Linked DNA regions of Mus musculus: region 1 is linked to region 2. Evidence: chromatin contacts called from public HiChIP or PLAC-seq data. All regions are on one chromosome and are shown on one strand. Each heading gives the region's core, a stretch centred on a gene start, on an enhancer-like site or on the middle of the called end of the contact. The rest is flanking DNA. Distances are from core to core; before and after follow the strand shown.

Region 1 (4,103 bases), core at 80-2,579, 1.4 Mb before region 2:
CAAACATAGCCTTACAAAGATGACGGCCTAATTAGCAGCCTCCGTGTAAATAATCTGAAGGCGGCTTCCAGTCTGCCGTGAGTTGTGCAGCACTCACAAGTTGTTTTCACTGGCGAGCTTCTTCCACATTTTACTCAGGAAGCATCTATCCCTGGTTTATCTGTCAGTCTGGGCAACACTATCAAAGCCCTATTCCCAGTTCTAGAAGCAGTAAAGTCCAGAGAGGAAAATGTGTGGATAGTTGATGAAAGCTAGAATTGAGATGTCAGTAAATATCTAGATGAGAAAGAATCATCCATCACTTCCTTATCAAGACAAGTAATTAAGGACCGCTCCCCCTGTCCTGTCCACCCAGCTTTTAAGTTTCCCTGGGTAAAGAAATGGAAGCAGAGTGCAGTGTGTCACACATTACTCAGCTAGCCTTTTATGTCACCCTCACAAGGGGTGGTTGTTTTATTTTCTCTAGGGATAAAAGTTAGGCTCAGGGATGTTGGCACACTTTGGGGCATACTGCTGGATCTGAGTATAGAGGAGACAGACCCTATGGCCCATGGTGACTTCTCCACCCAGACATACCTCCCAACACGTAAGCCTTCTAAAAAACCAAGGAACACTTCCCGGATCACACAGAAGTCCAAAGCCATCTCACCTCAAAATCCCTCCGTTCTTTTCTGGAGCCCTTTATTTCTACGATTCCCACGGAGCCATGTGACTTAGATTGCCGCTTGGCAATCTGTCTGGCTCCTTCCCGGGAGAGGGACTAGGACCCTGCCTCTTCCGTCCTCCGCGTGGAAGGACAACTTTCTTCTCCAGTTCCTTCCCTCTCCAGTTCCTTCCAGAGTTCAGGGAACGCCTACCAAGCCTGGGACTGAAACCCGCCCCTCAGCCTGTGCATCGTCACCTCGGCCATCACCTGGCCTCGGGTCTGGCTCTCCTTTCTTGGTTGGGGAAACCGAGGCTCGGCGCCACGGTAACTTTACTAGAATACACGGTCTGGGGGAGGGGACCCGTGTGTTCCTCCGTCCTTTGACCACATGCGCCCCCTTCTTCCAAGAGCTTGGCTCGCAGCGAGTCTCTAGATCGGTGCGTGGCTCGGGACGCGCGAGGAAAGTTGTCAGCCCTAGCGTGCAGAGCTCTCCTCAAGGTGCACCTCACTCTGGCCCCGCGCCCACGTCGCGTCCACCTTGCACACACCCCGCCCACGTCCGCGCCCCTCACCTCCCGCGCGCCGCCTGGCTCCGCCGCTCCCGGCCCCGTTGGGGCCGCCGCCGCTTCCGCCCGCCGGGCGCGCAGCCTGGGAGCGCCGAGCCCTCGGAGCGCGCGGCGCGGGACGGGCAGGGCGCGCACTCTCGGCGGTGCACACGCCGCTCCAACTCTCAGGCGCGCGGGGTGCGTCCGCCCGCCGCCGCCGCCCCGGCACCGGGAGGCAGAGCAAGCGCTTTGTCCGCACGCCCGCTCGGGACTCTGCCCGGAGGAGGCAGCCGCGCCGAGTCCCCGCCTCCGCCTCTGCCCCCGGGCGGGCCGGGCCGGCCGCGGTGGGGGGAGCCAGGCTGAGGGCGAGGGTGGGGGCGGGGGCGGGCGCAGGAGGAGAGAGGAGGGCAGCGGAGGCGGCGGGAGCGCCGGGTGCCGGGCCGGGGGAGCCGCGGGCTCTCGGGAAGACGCGGATGATGAACAAGCTGTACATTGGGAACCTGAGCCCCGCCGTCACCGCCGACGACCTCCGGCAGCTCTTCGGGGACAGGAAGCTGCCCCTGGCGGGACAGGTCCTACTCAAGTCCGGCTACGCCTTCGTGGACTACCCCGACCAGAACTGGGCCATCCGCGCCATCGAGACCCTCTCGGGTGAGCACTCGGCGCAGCCCACGCCGCGCCTCGCCGGCTCGGGACGGCGGCAGCGGGGAGGCCGAGCCCCATGGGCCGCGCCCGCCGCGACTCCCGAGCCCTCACGCTCACTTTCACGCACCAGCCCCGCGACTCTCGCGGCGGGCTGGCTCCGGGATGGCCGGCTGCCCTGCCCCCACCGCGGGGGCTAACACAGACCCTTGGGCCTCAGAGTCGAGGCGACCCTGTGCCCCTCCGAGGGTCCCCAGGCTCGCTGGCTCCCTAGGAGCGCCCCTGGAGTGCCCAGCTGCTCTCCAGAGCTTCCCCCGCCCCCACCTTTGCAGAGTCCCCCGTTTTTCTTTTTCTAGACCCTTCTAGTACCCCCTTTGCCAGGGACCCCCCCAAATCCAGCATCTCTCCTCCTAGCCAGACCTTCCTTCTTCCCATGCCTCGTGCCAAAGACCTCTCGCCCTCTGTCGTCTCCCAAGCCGCACTCTCCTTTTGAGACCCCCTCTTGTCTTCTGGCCCCCCACTTTCGGCATCTCCTCGACTTCACCTACTGAACCCTTCGAGGTCTTGGGGTTTTTCCCCACCTGGCCCTTGTCGGACCGCACATCTCCCTCGGTCCTTTCCCGAAGCTCAGTTCCCTCTCTCTGGTCTCGGAAGCGCTCCTATTTTTCCCTGAATTTTTTGTCCGATTTTATTGAGAAGAACTCGGGGCTGGGGGCTTTCCGCCTCCCGTCTCCCCGCCTCCTGCTCGGCCAGGAGCACCTTTTTACGAGGTACCCTGTCTCAACTCGGTGGGGGCCCGGGCTGAGAACCGGGAAAGAGGCGACCGGGGGGCCCGCGAGCGCGCTGGAGCCCGGACGGGAGTCGGAGCGCGACACTCGCCCGCGCGCGCGCTCCCAGCTCGCATCCCGCACACGCACGCGGCGGGCCACGCTCCCGGGGGCCTGGGACCCCCGGCCCCGCAAGGGAACCCCCTTCTTTGGGAAACCTGTGCGGCGGGGCAAGCTGGCGAGACCTTTGGGTCACCCCAAAGCAGGCGTCCGCAGAGCCAGGGACTCCTGTGCGTGTCCCCGGGACCGCTGTCAGGGAGGGCAGGGGGCGAGCGCCTGGGAGCCTCCGGGTCCCGGGATGGCGGGATGGGGTGCTGGGGGCCGGAGAGACCGAGGCGCGCCAGCCTTGCAGCTTGAGTTTCAAATGAGCTCATCTTTTCAAATTGGCGCCGCTCTTTATTAAATGTGTTTTTCCGGTAATGCCACCCACAGCTATACCTGGGGTCGGAACCGGGCTTGCGCCCGTCCCTCCTCGCTCGTTACCCGGGGCGTCCACTTTTCATCACAGTTGGCGCTAAGTTCGCCCAGCTGCGGCCGGGTGGAGACCCCTTGAAGGCTCCAGAAGGAGGAGCCCGAGCGCGGAGTAGTGTGCGAGCCCCTCCTTGACCCCCGCGGGTTTGACTCTGGGAGGTTCTGAGTGCTTTAAATTTCTGTTTTAAAGGTAAAGTGGAATTGCATGGGAAAATCATGGAAGTTGACTACTCAGTCTCTAAAAAGCTAAGGTAAATATATTTTGCCTAGTTCTTTTTTTCTTTACCCCTTCTGTGGTTGGGCTTCCATACGCATAACTAAAGAAATACGCTCAGCTTAAAAAAAAGTGCCTATATCGTTTTTAAAGGGGTTTTTGTTGGTTTTGTTATTGGACATTCATAGCTTTAAAAGTTATTATTGTTATTATTATTTACTTTTGTTCTATAAGGTGTTTTCTGTGCTTGCAAACTGGTGCCTAATTAGGGGTCGAGATGGAGAACACTAGGTGGATTCAGTTGGCTGTGACCGATTAAGTTTATCATAAATTGCCTTTCACTCCCCACGGCCATCTCTAACCCCAACACAATAGCAAACTTCCTGTGAGATGTTAAGAGTAAATATTTACTGTTGTCAGCTGAATTGCTTAACTAAACCATGCGATTAATTTTTTTTGCATAGTTTAGTGATGAATTATAAAATAATTCAGTAAATACGGAGGGTTTTTTGGACAGTATTAGAAGTAGCATGTTTGTATTGGATTGAGGGAGAAGCCAGACTTTAGTAACTGAAGCGCTGGGCTTGGATCCTGAGCACTTTGTTGTCACTGTTGCTTTAGAGAAACGTTGGGGGATAAACAATGTCTCGGGGAAGTCGATAGTTAGCTATTGTTAATGAAGGAGTAACGCGCTCTGTGGGGGTTGGGTTTCCCCAGTGATTCTCTACGGAAGAATGAAGGAGAACATCTTTGTCTAA
Region 2 (4,316 bases), core at 1,144-3,643:
ACATCTTCCCCATCACTCACCTCCCAGCAGACCCCGGAAGAGCAGCAAAAAATGCAAGGAATCTTCTGTGTCACTGAGGGTGAGCAGGGCTATGCCCCCCACACCCCGCTGCAGTGGGTCTTCCAGGGTCAGGATGGCACTGAAGGTCTCTGGGGAGTGTTAGACCATGACAGCCATAAGAAAATCCTCTCTTCAGTCCACCCACCCTTGGGTTATTGAAGGCTCAGCTCTTGACATCTGAGAACTGCTCACTCCCCTTACCTGCAGCGAGAGCACCCTGCCAAATGAGAGGCCCCCAGACTTCTCCTGAAGGGTGAGTGGATGTCACAAGGGCTACCCGAAGCTGCTCTGCCCTCAGGAGCCTCACAGACAGCCGAGGCACTGCCCGCCACACCCCACAGACCTTGAGAGAAGAGGGAAGAATGCCTACTGTAATTATGCAGGACAAGCCACCTAAAAGACCCAGGTCTAATGAGGAAGGAGCATGGAAGGGAGACCCCAGACCCTCTTAAGAAGGACCCATGAGCCTTGATTTTAAGTCCTGGCTTACCACTTACTAGCCAAATGACCTTGAACAAATCACATTCTGCTATTCTGAGCCTCAGTTCCCTCCTCTGTAAAATGGGCATCATAATGTCAGGGCCTTTCTCCCACTGGGCTGTTGTGAGAACCAAAGGAGGCAATGCAAAGCATGCTCTCAGCAAGTGCCGATTTTGGATAAGCACTCTTAAATGGCATCATCTCACCAGGCCATCCTGGGTGGGGGTTGCAGGGTGTTCAAACAGGATGTTGCCTGTGGGATCTGTGAAACGAACCCTGCTGGGACGGTCCAGCCTGTGAAGAGAGGTCCAGTGAGACTGGATCTATAGCCTACAGGCTCCTCTTTATTGCCCCCTTTACTACTCCTAGTCCTTGCCCTTTTCCCGGTCTCACCGCTGGTAGGAGACAGAGAAGCGTAAACTTGAGCGCAGCAAAGAGACTCGAGCACGAGCTACCGCCTGCGACCTCGGTCCTGTCAGCAGCGCCACAAAGTCTTCGAGAAGAGAAGATGGCCTGAGCACTGTCAAGCCTTGCCGCGGGACTCAAACTTCATCAGGCCCACCTCCACCCCAGCCTACCTGTGTGGCCATCAGCACGGGTCCGCTCCCCAACGCCGGGTTCCCCTCGATCACTGTAACTGCGATGCTCTGGATCCCTTGGATACTCGAAGACCAGGCCAGCGGGCTGTGGATCTAGATTGCTGCGCTCTGCATCCGGGGTAAGGAATAAGACGGCTGGCTTCAGAAAGGTACCAGGAGGACCAGTCCTCCTCCGCGATGCAAGTCGTACAGGACCTAGTGTAGAGCCTTCCACCCTCCTAACTCCGGGCACAGCGGGCCTCACCCTGCGGGCAGGTCTGGCAGCAGTGTCCTGGCAGCTGGCGCGGCTGCCTGCAGGCCAGGGTGGGGCACTGAGGTTTGATGTTCTTGCAGCTGACCCTGCCAGGACCCCTCCCACGGCGAGCCCACTGAGGCTGATGGCAGAGAACATAGGAAAATTAAGGGAATGAAACCATCAGACCCCAGGGCTGCAGACAGTCAATTCTGCTATTTACAAGTTACATGGCCCGTCCAAAGTTTCTTAACTTCTCTGAGCCTCGGCGTCCCTGTCTGCAAAGTAGAACTAATAATGTCATTTATCTAGCAATACTGTAACGGGAGGGGGGAAGTTGGCTAAAAGCCAGTCACATTGTGGGCGATCAATAACTGTCAACACCGCAGACTTGAAAGCGGTTTCCTCCGATTTGCGGACCAGCCTTCCCCTGAGCATCTCCGAGTCTACTACTTAGGACACCAGCGTTCCGCTACCCTCTAGAGTAGGGCAGGCAGCTGCGTTATCCACTCACCGCTTCACAGGCGCACAGCACGCAGCGCATCACCCCAAAAGGCTCCCCCAGGTCCGGGTGCCACGTCTCGTCCAAGGCATAGACCTTCCCGCCGAAGGAGCAGCCTGCGGGGACGGGCTTGGCTGGCGGCCGCTGTCCGGTTGCTCGTGCCGTAATGCCTGCTCCGGGCTCTGCCCGCCAGGCCCATGGTCCCTTGGCACCGTGCACCTCGCCGCCTCTGCTTTCCCCTCCCACCCTCCCGCTGCGCGAAGCCACCTGCGCCCGGGGCCCTCTCCCTGTGGATGTAGACTTGCCAGGAGTCAGACTCCCCTCCCGCACCTCCCCCTGGAGCCCACCTACCTGCCGCTCCCCGGACAGGCAGCGGCTCCTTCTCGGAACGGATGGGCAGTGCTGGGGGCTCAGGGCCAGTGCCACTGGCCGGCCGCGAGCCGAGCAGCAGCAGCCCGAGGAGCAGCCGCGGGGCCGGCGGGGCCGGGAGGCTCGGCATGACGCGGAGCAGACAGCTGGGGAGGCGGGCGGGAGGAGGGAGCAGGAGAGGGAGTAGGGCCGGACCGGAGGCGGGCCGGCAGGAGGGGGCCGGGGCCAGGAGGGGGGCAGTGGCGAGGGGCTCGTCTCACAGTCGCCTGGTCGGCTCCCGGCCGGGCGGGGCGGGAGAGAGCGGGCGGAGGGGCGCTGACCCGGGCCGTACTCCACTTTAGTGCCCTAGGCGCCGGCTCTGGCCCGTTTTATGCCCGCGCCAGGCGTCCGGGCCCGGGGCCTCCTCTTCAGCAAACGGGGCGCGGCGGCGGCTCCACAAGGAGCCCGGCTGAGCCCGGGGGGTCCGGCCCAGCAGCAGCGGCCGGATCGCGAGTGGGGGAGGGGGACAGGCTGGGACCCGGCAGGGGAGGAGGGAGGGACTGGAGGAGGGGGGAGCGGAGTGGGTAGGGGGAAGGGAGGAACTAGGGGGCGCAAAGAGGGAGAGGAGAGGCGGGCCTCGACACCCCCACACACGCTCCTTGCGACCACCCCTGGAGGTGGTGTCCACCCCAAGACCAGAGGCTCAGGCTAGTGAAGGGCAGAGGCTGAGCCTCGGGCCTGTGGCACTCTTGAACGAGATGGGCCGCTGGAGGATGAGGACTTGTCTTTGAAAATGACACCGATCCACCCCTACCTAGGACCCACAGCACCCCCTTCCTTTCACTCTGGCTGTATTCCTATTTCCCTTCTAAGGTCTCTCCTCTTTCTTCACTTCCCAGGGACAGGAACCTAGCCTGTGCTTCCCAGAATCAAGCAGTGCTTCCCTGAGTGGAGTCATAATTCACCAGCACCCCAACCTGCTCTCAAGTCCATCCAACTACCACCTCTGGCTCTCTCATGCTTTTCCTTCATCCAAGAGATGACCCTCTTCCTCTCCAGCTCAGTCCCCACCTCCTTTGTCCTGCTTTTCTAGACAAGCCTCCCCATCCTACACACACACACACACACACACACACACACACACACACACACACACGCGCGCGCGCGCGCGCGCGCGCGCGCACCGTTCTTCCCACTATCCCAGCACTAGGCTTCCTAATCTTAGAAGGCATCTCTTATTCAACTGGAGAATTCCGGGATCCAGGCCATACGCCTCAGTAGATAGCCCATCCTCTCTGAGGCGCAGAGAAAGCCTGAGGAAGACAAGGGAGAGAGGACAGGGTCAGGCCACAAGGTCCCTGAGGACAGAGACTGTGGGGAGACAGGGACTGGGGAGAAAGCACAGGAGCTAGAGCCAGGGCCAAAGGAAGAGAGGAGCCAGCAAAGAGGTATTTGTGGGGGAGGCTCGGCAGCTGTCCTTCCTAAGACAGGGACAGATGGGCCTGGTTATTTCTCTTGTCACATGTATAGTGGTAGGACTAGAAGAGGATCATTGAGCAATCAAGGGCAGGCTTGCCCACAGAGCTGAGGGGGTTTAGCGCTCCAGGTCCCTGTACCCCTAGTAGAAAGACTGAGCCCAGTCAATCTGTCTGTCTGTCTGTTTGTCTGTCTGTCTGTCTGTTTTAAATAAGATCTCATTATGCAGCCCTGGCTCACTAGGTAGACCAGGCTAGCCTTAAACTCTCTGAGATCCACCTACCTCTGCCTCCCAAGTGCTGAGAATCAAGACATGCTCTGGGCTCAATCTTTTGGAACTCACTCTGTAGACCAGGCTGGCCTCGTACTCAGAAATCCACCTGCCTCTGCCTCCCAAGCGCTAGAATTAAAGGAGTGTGCCACCACTGCCCAGCTCTGGGCTCTTTTTTTTTTTTTTTGTTTTTGTTTTTTTTTATTTATTTATTTTTATTATATGTAAGTACACTGTAGCTGTCTTCAGACACTCCAGGAGAGTCAGATCTCGATGGTTGTGAGCCACCATGTGGTTGCTGGTATTTGAACTTCGGAAGAGCAGACGGGTGCTCTTACCCACTGAGCC

Evidence for each region. HiChIP or PLAC-seq counts read pairs in DNA pulled down with a chosen protein or histone mark.
Region 1: a FOXA1 HiChIP or PLAC-seq map of pancreatic cancer cells shows a contact between it and region 2. The contact joins the promoter of Igf2bp2 here to the promoter of Chrd in region 2. A contact is called at or near these places in 1 of 39 promoter capture datasets (liver) and 1 of 115 datasets of contacts at active chromatin or transcription factors (pancreatic cancer cells).

The regions. Positions count from the first base shown.
Region 1 is chr16:22,160,525-22,164,627 of GRCm38.p6, reverse strand. Igf2bp2 (insulin-like growth factor 2 mRNA binding protein 2) reads left to right here and starts at 1,329. Exons shown (of 16, transcript NM_183029.2): 1 at 1,329-1,842; 2 at 3,322-3,382. The coding sequence starts at 1,665.
Region 2 is chr16:20,731,204-20,735,519 of GRCm38.p6, reverse strand. Chrd (chordin) reads right to left here and starts at 2,393. Exons shown (of 23, transcript NM_009893.2): 1 at 2,225-2,393; 2 at 1,886-1,989; 3 at 1,384-1,513; 4 at 1,119-1,247; 5 at 934-1,033; 6 at 747-834; 7 at 262-403; 8 at 21-149. The coding sequence starts at 2,372. It also overlaps a transcript of Thpo not described here.